2 separate regions of the Drosophila melanogaster genome follow, and region 1 is linked to region 2. The links are chromatin contacts, called in public targeted proximity ligation maps. All regions are on one chromosome and are shown on one strand. The core of a region is the stretch at or near the end of the contact, and the rest is flanking DNA. Distances in the headings are between cores, read along the strand shown.

Region 1 (6,486 bases), core at 2,414-4,913, 250 kb after region 2:
GTGGGAGGGGTGGGTTGGCTGTTCATTTTTGGAGCCTTTCAGGAGAGGATCTACATGGCTACATGGCACAGTTAAATGGCCCCGATTGCACCGCACCCCACTTCAGGATTGCCCACAGAACTGCTCCACGTAGAATCGTGTATGGTTAACCAATCAAAAGGTTCTTCAACCCATTCCAGGGGTCTGGGGCTTTTGGCCCGATCTACGTAGCTTAGCCATTGCTAAAGTGGCACGATCACCAACATCATTATCATATGTATATATATATATGCACCCATACCCATGCCTTTTGGTTATATCCATGCAAACGACAATGGGCCGTAAAGGCAGCGTGTTGCCAAATCAAATAGAAAACCAGAAAGAACGGTTGCCTTTTCTAAGCGACTCTCCGTATGCACTGGGAAATTAAATCAGCTTGTTTCAACTTTTAAATTCGTAACCATTTAATTAGTACTTACGTAAACTAAACAAATTTCAAAACAATCGAAAATGGTAGAAAGTAAGACAATCTGTAAATCGACAGATCTAAATTGCATCATGGAACACTTTCAGACATCTTCGGAAGTTTTGATAATGTATTATGAATTGCTCCCTGGAAACCTTAAATAAATATGTTAATAATAAATAAATAATATACCCTTATACTTAAGAGTAGGTTTAACCCATCCAACTAGATCCCATCTCAGTGGCAAGAGAGGAGGGTCTCCACGATCTCAGGAGGCAAACACGATTTGCGAATTGCGTACGCAGTACGTACATACGTATGTACGAGCCCCAAAACCCAAGTTCATTATGTCTACGAAGGAGTCGGATTAGAAGTTGGAGGCGAAGTGGTACTCAGAGTGTGGTTCTGTGTGGTAATGGTACAGCTGGGGACAAAGCCACTGCTCTGTGTGTGTGCCACGAACCACGCTCATCATGAGCGTACCATACTAGTGGCCAAAGACGATCATGATGATCCCAGTGTTGATATCGTGGTAGAGCCGCAGTCGCAGCCAGAGTCACTCCAGTCCCCAGGACAAGTTCAATGACTCTGGGCTAGAAGTTCACTGCAATCGTAGTTGGAACCACAACCACATGGATCTGGCCGCCCCTCGCCACCGTTGGCAATGGTGATCCTCCTCTTTTGCTTGGCTTCAAGAGCGTGTGTTGCACACTTTCTGTTTTATGCCAGGGACAGAAACAGAGACACGTCCCAGGTCGAGTCCCCAAGCCTCTGACAGTCGTCTGCACAGAGAGAAAATCTTAGTGAGGTAATCCATTAAATTTTGAACTGGAGAAAGACAATAGATCTTACGGCCTTACGTATACTTAATTTGAGTTCTGTCAAATTTAAAAAGTCAGCATGTATTCAAAATCATTGAAAATCCAGCTGTAAATTATTTAGAAAATGCAACTTTATCATTGGATATTTTAAATATATTGTAGCATAGATATGGTCCTTTAAATATAACCAAGTAAATTTAAGGTTTATTCTATAGTCTACTGTGTAATTGTTGCATTTTGAAAAGTCCTCGATTTCTAGCGGTGTATATTATATGTTCTCCCCACTTTTCAGCCTTTTTTCGTATTCCTCCATACACTTGTCCTAGAGTTCTCTCCTTTGTATTATTTGCTAGGATTAAAGGCATTAAAAGGCACGAAGTGGAGGATCATGAGGAAAGACTGTGGCAGGGTAAACAGAAGATTGCTCGCTCCTCGGATTGCTCCATCCCTCCTGTCTTCCTTTTTTTGTTGCTGTGTGCGTGTGTGTTGTGGCAAATAAAACATCTGTGCCGTAAAATCAAAACACAAGAGGAACACGGCTTACCTACTACAAACCCGGTCCGCAAAATGTTGCGCACTTTGCGAGGGTCCATTGAACTTTTCATGGCGATTAAGAGGATTCATTTCCACAACAGTGTTAACAACGATTCAAACTAGTTCAGAAGACTATTTATGTGTAACATACATGTATGTTCTTATAGACATAACGTTTCTACACTTTAACCTTCTTTGTTTTTATTTTTTTTTTAATTTAAGATATATTTTTTCTTTCTTGCTCCGTAGTTTTGAAAGTTTTGTAACATCGTAAAAGAAGTACATCTCTTATTTGCTGACTAACCGTCGATTGGCCCCATTTTTTATAATATTTTAAAATTTCTACCGTCAAGGGAATTAAGGACCTTCAAACTATTCCCATCACCGAGTACCTTTCGATCGACCCTCTCTGCTACGAATCAGCGAGGGTTCCTCGCAGTTGCAGCCTGAGTTTCTGTGGCTCCAAGAAGAACTTGCAAATTGACGTCGTGGGGCGATCGTGTGGACCCTTCAAGAAACAAGTAACGTTGCCTGGTTTTCTTCTCGTTCTCCTCCTTTCGGCTATTCCCTTCTTCGTCGGCCTTCTCCTTTCCGCTTCTGCTGTGAAATTAATTCAGCCAGAAAGAGACACGAAGAGAAAGAGAAAGGGAGACGGATCGAGGGTCCGTTTGGGGTTATTACACTCTCCCCAGTGGAAACGCAGCCTTTTCTTTATTCCACCTTGTCCGCACGCCGCTCAGTCCTTTTTCAGGTTTTATGGCACCCAACATACATAGGAAGGACTATAAATCCCCAGTAGGAGCATCATTTTGGCGCGCTTTTTTCTCGTTGACAAAAAAAAAAGGGGAGAAAAAACCAAATAAAAAAACCGGTAGAGAGACTCTGGTCGCCTCACTTGCGGAAAATTGTGGCCGTGCTAAAGGTTCCGCCACCAAAGTTCCTTATCAACTGACACATGTGTTGAAGGTACTTAATTGACCATTAATTAAGGGTTCCTTAATTGCCCGACCGCGGATAGTTGTTGAAATCGATCAGGCAATATTTTTATTATCCAACACTTGCATTTAAATAACGGATATTTGTATAAATTGCTTGTTATGTTCATATTCACTAATTTCACAATTATACACTAAAAGATTATGCTCATATTTTAAATTTTTAAATGTCTTCTAATATGTATCTAGTGTAAGTTCTTTGGTAGACATTTGATAAGCCTAAGTTAAGATCTTCCTAAATATACATATGTATTTAAATATTTCCAAGATAAATAATTCTGAAGCCAAGTTCCTCGTGATAGCAGTATTTCGTGGCAGCTTGAAATTTGTTTTGATATCTGGCTCTCTGATTTTCCACCTGCTGCACGGCAACACTGGTCGGTCGCTCCGTCTCTTTGCTGCTCTTTGCGTCTCTTCGTCGATGTAAGACTGCATTTCTCTGAAAATGTCGTGCTCTTTGGAGATCTGTGAGCAGCAAATCTTCTGGATTCTCCGCTCTTTGATTAAGTTGACCAGTTTTCTTTTTTGATTTTGTTGTTCTTCTCGATCTTCTACACACGCCACACCACCACCAGCGCAGTGGCTACGCCTACTACAGGCTCCTCCGGTTTTATCGGTTTGTTTTGTTCAACTGATTCTCGCCGATCCAGCGGTACAGTAGTCTCCCGCCAAAATTCAGTGGCGCGCTCTTTTTGTGCGTTGATCTTTTACGTTTTTGTTTTGATTTCAAAATTCTTGTAGTAAGTTGTGGGGCCCGTCTGGTGGGTTTCCACCGATTTCGGATTTCCACTGACCGAACAAACCGCTCCAACCGAACCGGACCGACCGAAGAACCAGGCAAGCGATCATGACTGCGGGGATCCGATCATATCGGATCGGGGATAGCATGAAGGTAGGTGCTCTCCTCCTTAGGTTCTTTCCATTCTCTGGCTCTCCGCAGTTTCGTTTTCAATTAGGCTTAATCAAGCAAACGATCGATCATATTGACTTGTTTTGGGGACTTGAGGTGTGCGTTTTGGCTTTTCTTCATCTTTTTTTTTTTTTTTGTTTTTTTGCCTGCCTGGGTTATTGCTCGCTTTTCATTTCCCTGTTCTGGTTTCTGAACTTTTTTTTTTGTGGTGTGTGCTTTAGTAGTTTTGCATAAAAACTGTTGATTAACTGCCGCCTGAGGGACTCAGCTGCTGGTTTTGCTTACCACTTCGTTTCTCGACTTTTTTCGCTGGTTTCATTTCAGTTCCGATCCATTTTGAGTGCCCGCCCCAAGGGTTAAATCAAGGTTTTAGTAGGGCCTGCTTCGTTGGGCGTTGCTTATATTGGTTTAATTTGTGCCCCGGTTTTGGCAATATTTCTTAAAAATCGTAGGGTAATATGATTTGATTTGTATGCAGCGGAATGAATATACTAGAGTTTATGGTATTGCGCAATAATTTAACAAGAAGTACAGTACGGACTGCAAAAAGTATTGGAAACAAAAAAGGAAAATAATATTGGTACTGCTCGGTAAATTCAGTTTTCAATTTAAATAAAGATGTTTTTATTTTCTTTTGATTTAAGCATCAACGTCTTCGCATTAGTTATCCTAAGTATAGGTTTTCACCAATTAGAGTGCCTACTGTATTAAGCCGCTCCCATTATTCGGAGCCTAGAACATTAGGCCCACTTCCTACCCTTTTTACAAACGCCAGATGGCTTTTACTTTTAAGCGAACTTCGGCTAATGACCGCCAGAGGGCTTTCCATTCGATCACGTTCGCTTATGGTTTTTACCCACAACCCAGGAAAAGCAAACGGAATCAGTTAGCAGTTATTGGATGTGGGTTCTACCAAAGTGTGTCATTTCTTCGGCTCTAAGACCGAAGTGCCAGCCCCTTTGGCCCCCCCCGCCCCAAAAAAAAAAGAAACCGTTGAGCCGCAGTGTAAGTGTAAATTACATCCACGGTAGCTGCAGAAGGCAGCCAAACCACTCGGACAGCGGCGGGCATTATCATTATGTTTATTACACACGCAGACAGGCACCAACTCCTCGGCAGCAGGCCTACACTTAAAACAATTAACCTAAATATGATTGAAAATTAAATCTTTTCTGTCACTTTAAAGGGCTTTCGCAGCAAATAGTATGCTTAAATTGAAGAATGTGTCAAAAAGTGTATTGTTGCTAGTTGTCAACCCAATGTGCGCCATATTTGTAGGGAAGTAGGATAGAGGTGACTTCTCTCAGTGCATTAGCAGCGGGAGCAGCTCATATAGCGCACCACTCCGATCCGATCATAATCAGGCAGTCAGGCACTTGAGTCCGTCCAAGGGTATGGGGGCGAGTCTCGACAAGTTGCTGCCTGCACGGCTTGATCGCGACTTGGGTTTGGCTCTACTATATCCCCACCACACATCCCTGCCCCCATGAATTCCCCCTCACCATTCCTTCGATCGCATCACGTTTGGATGCTGCTCGGCCCGCATTTAAAGGTTGCTTGCCATCTCGCTCCTGCCACACCTGCGGTCAAGATGATAGAGCAAAGTAAATTTAAATTATTTAATTGTGCTATTTCAATTTGCTTATTAGTAGAGTAGAGCCCTTAAAAACATATGTATAATGTGTAGCATTAATAGTTCAATATATTCGTATAATATAAAAGTTTTAAATAATTTCAATTTGAAATAAAAAAATTGGAATAAAAATCCTCTTAACAAATATTTATAAAAGTGATCAAATGCGCGTTTTGGACAGAAGGACTTGCCTGTATTCCCTAATATCTTGACCGCAATCGTATATATTTTCATCTCAGTTCAGCGTTGGGGCCGTTCAAGTGCCGTCGACGTCGTTGAATCTTTGAAACTTGATTTTAAGTTTGTTGTGTGTTTTTTTCTGCTGGTTTTTTATGTGCATGGCTGCTGCAGCGGCAACTGAACACCTGTGCTGGGTTCTATAGACAATATTATTATTTTTTCTCCTCTTCGGCTGCTTCTTCTTCTTCTGCGCTGCTTAACCTCATGCAATTTAATGTCATGTTTTTCGTCTTAGTTGCTGTTGTTGGTTTTTTTTTTATGACTTAAGTGCGTGTTTAGGTTTAAAGGTTTATGTGGCTATATGTGTGCGAGCTGCTCGGCTCCTCTCAGCTTTTTATGTCCAGTAAATTTAGCATCTTAACCTATTTATAATGAAATGCATGCTGAGGTGTGGACTGCAGATGGAATCGGGATTATTGCTCGTGTCATAATGTCCCACAATTTATGGGGCGCATTAAAGCACAGTTACCGGGATTTGGGGCCTGGATAATTGCGCCCACCATAAAAAGGGGCATCAAATCCGAGACTATATCAAAGCAAAAGTCAACGCGACCAATAAACTAACGCCTCGAGATGATTTACCGATCCACACACAAATTAACACAAAAGCCAAATTGATACAATATTATGGCAAATTTATGCCCAAAGCGATCACCTGAAAATCAAGCAATACACACTAGATACAATACTCTGTGTTCTGCGAGCGGAGAGCTAAAATTATACTATGTAGATCGAAGATTTCGAAATAATGAATGGGTTCCCATGGTTCTTATCTTCCATTAAAAATGATATTGTTGCAAATGCTGACGGGTTTTCAACAACATAATTATAACATTCAATGATATTGTATTCAAATTATAGTCAACGCAATAATCTTTAATCTGATATATCAAATTCCTTGTCAGATA
Region 2 (6,230 bases), core at 2,561-5,060:
TTTGGCAGAGAGCGAAAGAGACGGGGCTAGGCTGGCTGAGGGAGAGAGACGGGGATATCAGGTGATGACGGCCTCAAGCTGACCAAAAGTGCACTGAACTCTGAACGAAGTCGAAGTCGAAGCCAAAGCCCCTGATTCTACCCGTCCCTGTCTACCACTCTTTCGTCCCACTCCCACTCACGCCCCGTCTCTTTCTGGTTTCTTTAATGGCCGGTATTAATGTAATTTCAATCATTGTTTTCGCCTTTTTCGGCTGTCTTTGCTGTCATATAAATTCTTCATTGCTGTTGGCGGCTCTTTTAATGACTCACCCGAAATGCAGGCTTCCAAAAATGATCAAAACCAGCCAAAATGTAAGCTCACGTGCTGTATTTGGGCGTGCGTCGCTTTTTTTGTGATTTTTTTTCGAGTGTGATTTGATTTTGTTTCAGTTGCAACGCATTGAGATCACTATCGCCATCTCACTCGACTAAGTGGGCGCTTTAAATGCTTACACTTGGAGAAAAATACAATTGAAATTCGATTTTGATCGTTGATCGCATATACGAAAAACTATTGATTACCACACCATGTCTAAAGAAATGTATAAGACAACTCCAAATTTAATTTGTTTAATTTTTAGGATTTTAGTTAATAATGAGTTTCAAGTAATAATATTTTGTAATTCAATAAAATTTATCTTCCTATAGGATGGCACTTTAAAACGTAGTTATGGTTACTTTCATTTAATAAGGTCACTTTTAAAAAAGTTCTCATATTTTTCTCCATGTGTACGAGCGCACAGCTGCAGCTCTGACTTGGATTATGCAACAGCTTTGAACAATTTATGACAAAAGTCATTGCAAATTATTTTCAATATTGAGTCATGTATGTGAGAGACAGCCGCTGCCGATGCAAAAAGCAAATTCTCACTGCAGGAAGTGGGCGTGGCTTGAGTTGATTACGGTCTATAATTGAAATATTGAGTTCAGAGTTCTAGGCAGTTGGGAATATAGTAATTTTAGCTGCATAGCCGTTCATCGAGATTCGATCTTTATCGACGAGATTTCGGTGTCTGAGCAAATTATATGTAATTAATCAAATTCGGTCGGTCCAACAAAAAATTCGGTTGAGAAACAATGGGTAACTGATTAAATGAGTGTGATTTGTTAGGAAATATTTCCATGTTTTATGGTCACATAAGATGAATATAATATTTAAGAAATATTACATTTTATGATCACTTTAATGTTTAAAATTTAAATGACCAACATTGTTTTGGTCAAGCGATTTGGACTTGTAAGTCCAGATGGTGCCTGTACATTTTTCCAACGTGTTAAGCAATAATAAGTTGCTTATTTTTAACCAAATACATGTAAGTGCCCCTTAACCAGTCTACTTTTCGGCCCAAACCCAAACCGCTCATAATCGCGCTACAAGTGGGCGAAAAGGCAAAGTTTTCGAAAAATTTCGAGAACGTTGCGCCACATTATCGAAGTGAACCGAAATGCTTTGTGGCCAACAAGATTATCACAAGCGCGGACAGTGCTTGTCCAATGGCAATAATTTATTTGATTAATTTATAAATTGCGTTTGCCCGACAAGAGCAACAAGAAAATTGCCCAGCAATCTAATGTGTGTTGGCTTGCATGTGTGTTTGTGCGTGTGTGTGTGTGTGTGTGTGTGTGGACATGTGCCTCGATGTGAGTGCGATGCAAAGTGAGGTCGCTGCCGTTCAATAACCTCGAGTGTCTGCGGAGAGCCTCTCTACGCAATTGCAATTGCAGCCAACGAAGTCAACGAGCATGGCAACAACTTTACACATAGTTCGCTATAGTGCCCCATAGAACAGTGTGGCACACGCACACACACAGGCGCACTCGAGGCGCTTGCCAACACACACAAATACGCACGCACACTCTCGAAGGAACACTAATCGGTCGAGTCCGTTCGTCGGTTTTTTTTTGGTCGCTCGCTTCTGCGTCGCGTGGTAATTGCATTCGAGGGAAATTTTGGGGGAATTCGTATCTGCGGGGGTGGTATCCCAAGAATGCATTCTACGCAATCCCATATCAATAACTTACTCAGGTAACAAATGCCTATTTAAAAAGGGAGTGTAGAACATACCTGAAAATACAAGAGGAGAGCACACAATTAGATTCAATCGACTTAAAGTATTACAAAACAAGGACTGTATTATTTAGCAAGAACAACTTAAAATAATTAAAAAATTAAGATATTGCCATGTTTAAAATAAATCAATATCAATATTCTACCTGCTCTTGCCCTCTCATCTTAAGGCCAAAACTCCGAGAAACAACCAGAATAATCAAAAAGAAATACCTTCTTCACCAATTAAATTAAACTGAATACAAATAAATCCAACTCAAGCAAATCCCAACCCATTCCAAGCTAAACTGACTTCAAATGCAACTAGCCTAGTTAGGATCTTTTGAAATAAAAAAACCACAGAAAACATAGAGCCCAATTAACAACGGGCAATCTTATCCGCACCATCTCGAGCCATTTCCACCATTTGAGGTACTCAATCATAGAGACCCCGCCACTTATCACAACTCCCATCAAAAGCGAGAAGCCACTAGAACTCCGCACGGAACCCTGCATAAGTGCATAGCTATGGAACTTTGATTCCGAGCAGCACTGGGAACCCTCTCGACAGGCTGGCTCCACTTCACCTGCCCATTTGCAACCCGAACTGTTTGCCTTGCCTCCAACCCCATCCCGCGATTCCTTGGGCAATTAAACCAAATCAAAGCCCACAAAAGCAACAAGAACTGCGCGGCAGCAACTTCATATGTACTACGCTCGTTCGTATGGTGTTAGTCAGCGTTAGTCGTTATCGCATTTCACAATTTTAGAACAAGCACACTCGCACACAGATACGCGCGCACTAGCACACAGATACAAAAACGCAGCAGGCGGCGAGTAACTAACCTAACCCAAGCTAACCTACGCTAACCCAATTCGGCGGGTTCAATAAACCCAACCGCAAACGAGGAGGCACGCCGCAACGGGTTTGCTTGGAGAGGTTTGCTAGCAGAGGGGCATGGTTCTTGGATTAGGGTACATCCCGCGGCCAACACCCCCTCCACGAGCACAATTCTAAAATATAGATTAGCTGTAAATCTTCAAGCCTAATCAGTGGGCATACAAATACAAATGCACCGAAAGAATTTCGTGTGTGGAAGCTTTGTAAAGCAACTGTTACTGTGTTACTGTTTAGTTAGTTTAGCCCACAATATTCCGTTTATCAGCATTTGATTTGTTTAATACGTATCAATAGGCTTTTTGCTTTATTGATTCATACAATTTTATAACTGGAAAGCTATATGTAGAATAATTTGTTTAGCATTTCGCTGCCTCTATGTTCGGACTGCATATTTTTTTCCAGTGTCCAAACGATATTTCTAGACTTTTATAATGACATGCATGCTCTGTTTTTGGTCTGGGCCCGAGTTCTTCGCAGTTCTTCGGTCTTTGGTGGCCTGCCTCAACTAGAACTTGCTTGACTTCGTTGCTTTTGCTGTGCATTTGCTGTGCTTTTGCTTTGCTTGGCTTTTCAGTTGAGTTCTGTGCTGTGCCGTGCTGTTCTGTCGTCGTTTTTCCATCGCTGTTTTGTCGTCGCTTTTGAGCGGCAGCAGAGTTTTCCGCTGGCAGCGGCGCCCACCCAAAGTTCATTGCACTTGGTATAGCGGCATATTTTGCATTCGTCTCTCTCTCTCTTTCCTTTGCTTTTCATGCGACTGCCTTTTACTTGGCAGCCGTTTTCTTATCTACTTCGGATGTTCTGTGTGACCCACAACACAGGCGAAAATGCCTTTGCCGAAAAAAAGACTCCTTTGCATTTTGCTCGTCTTACCTCTTTTTTTTCGTCTTTTTTCTGGCACATTTGTGCTGTCGAAATAATTGCATTAATGACACACACACTCACACACACCCAAGCACTCACGTACACGCACACTTGCAGCAAGAATTATTATGCTTGTCACTTAAAATTTTGTAGGTTCTGTTAATTAAAAGCAATTAAAAATAGTCTTCGCCTCTCAAGTGAATTCCTGACAACGTCGCGTCGTTCTGCTCTTTTATTTTTAATTTTTTTGGGACTTATTCTGACAGCTCTCTGACGGAAACACGAATTTTAGGCATTTGAAAAACGATTTGTCGCCGCACTCGCACTCGAAACAATTTTATTATTAGATGAAATTCATGTTGGAAAACTAGGGAAAAGCCGAAAAAAAAACCGACTCAAACTTATTTGGCGGAGTATTTCTGTGCGCCTGTAAAACAAAAAAATGGGTTAGCCGCCAAATTAATTGTTATGCGAATGTCTGAGGAAAATGAGGGATTAGGAATTTTTGAAATTTTATAGCGTCGTATTCATATTATTTTTATGAACCCACAAATATGAGATCATGTCATGCCTAAGAACATAACTTCAGTTTATTGGCGGTTCTTAGGCACTTTATTAGGCACTCAACTCAAAACAAAAAAAAAACGCTCAAAAAAGGTGTTTCATGCGCCCATTCAATAGCTAAAACACCTTGGTAACTCAACTAGAAGCCGAGTTACTAGAGTCAATCAAATAATTGAAGTGCTTTGATATGTTGTTTCTGCATCGATTTCAATGAATTAATTGCGCTCAAGTTGAATGACTCGTTGCATGTGTCACCCACTTGAGAGCGCCGCTTGATTTTTCAATTTGTTGTCGAAAAATACAAATTTTCTTGGACCTAATGCCTATGGATTGGTGTCGGCTCGAAATTCAAATATCAAACGTAACAGACGAAGCCCCAGCGAAATCAATTGCGATTTTGAATTTGAATTGTAGAGGAGAACAGTGAGATCTTAATGCCTGGGCAAAATCGGCGCGGCTCGGTTCGTTTCAGTTCGGTTAGGCTTGGGCCCATTAAATGCAATTCCATCTACTTGACTGGGGTCCGCCATCGAGTCACGTTTTCCCATTTCCACGGGGCCTGTGTGGGGGGCTTTTGGACAACTCTGTTGAGGTGATTGTACGGGCTGGCTAACAAGGTACGTGCTGCGGATTTCTGAAGGCTGCCGAACGAGTTTCGCACAACGCGAAGTACCGAAAAAGAAAAAATCTATCTCAAATTGTCTTACATTCGATTTTTTTTCAGAGTCAACATAAATTACCAGCGGCTTGATCTTATTCTGCTGAAAACTGCAAAACTCCACTCGGCTTGACATTTTCGCTAGGATTTTTTGTTGTCTTCAGATGTCTGTTGCATGTTTGAGGTTATGACAACAGCCCCTGACTGACATGAGGCGACTTCAATTCGATTCGATTCGACACGACACGGCACGACACCATTAAATGAGGCAAGGTGTTGTTTTCAGATCGAGCCTTAAGGGTCTCCATGTTGGGAGCTATTAAACGGACTGCTGAGACAACCAGGAAAAAATGCCAAACGTCGCTCAATGACATAATCGTGTGTAAGGACAATAGGGCCTCTTTAAAAATAATGGGCCAAAATATAACTTTTTAATGATTGGGCAACTGCACGAACTTTCTAAAACAAAGGATGGATCTCTTTCGAGTTAACTAACAAAAACTGTTATGCTGTAATATATGCAGTTAATAAATGCAGCTAAGCTTCGCCAAATATTATTTGCAGCCAATAAAAGTATGGAAAAGCAATAAATAATTTGTAATTCCATGGCTTTTTGATACGGCTTGCCTGCTGCCACTCTATCACTCCATTCGGAACCCAATTATGTATATGCCTATCTATCTATAATATTATCCATACGCACTGTGTGCGTTAGCATTGCCCGCCTCCGCTTGACACGCCCATATGGATTCGTAAATGCAACCGTAAAGCCAACGAAAGCCACATTATGAGCAATGCGAGAGTGCAGAAACGGCAAAAGCTAAAATTCTATACGGGGCAGGGCAAATATTAGATTACTCATACGCAGCGTTGACCAGGCCAAAACTGCCTGTTCCACATTAATTGCCATAAAAATAGTGGCACCCGAGGGGCGGGCCGGCTACACATTCATAGAATTTGTGACGGAAATGAGTTAGTGCCATTTGGCATGCCCCCAACCACGAGAGCGGGTTAAAGGGGCGTGGGAAGGGGGATTGCAGTGCACACGCATGCAATGAAAGCGCGTGCAACGACTACGAAAATTAGATGCAGAGGAAAATGAGGGGAGGACGAAATGGTTCGAGGTGGTTCGAGGAGGCGGGGCCACTCTGTTGGCCC

The links.
Region 1: a targeted proximity ligation map of the Kc167 cell line shows a contact between it and region 2, with 4 times the contacts expected there. A contact is called at or near these places in 6 of 107 Hi-C or Micro-C datasets (the Kc167 cell line, the OSC cell line, embryo and 1 more) and 2 of 7 datasets of targeted methods (both in the Kc167 cell line).

The regions. Positions count from the first base shown.
Region 1 is chr3L:18,231,097-18,237,582 of dm6, forward strand. It overlaps lncRNA:CR45937 (long non-coding RNA:CR45937), which reads right to left and starts at 3,664. Exons shown (of 1, transcript NR_133264.1): 1 at 3,150-3,664.
Region 2 is chr3L:17,978,031-17,984,260 of dm6, forward strand. It overlaps lncRNA:CR45921 (long non-coding RNA:CR45921), which reads right to left and starts at 3,811. Exons shown (of 1, transcript NR_133261.1): 1 at 3,291-3,811. The region is part of intron 4 of Eip75B (Ecdysone-induced protein 75B); the gene reads right to left.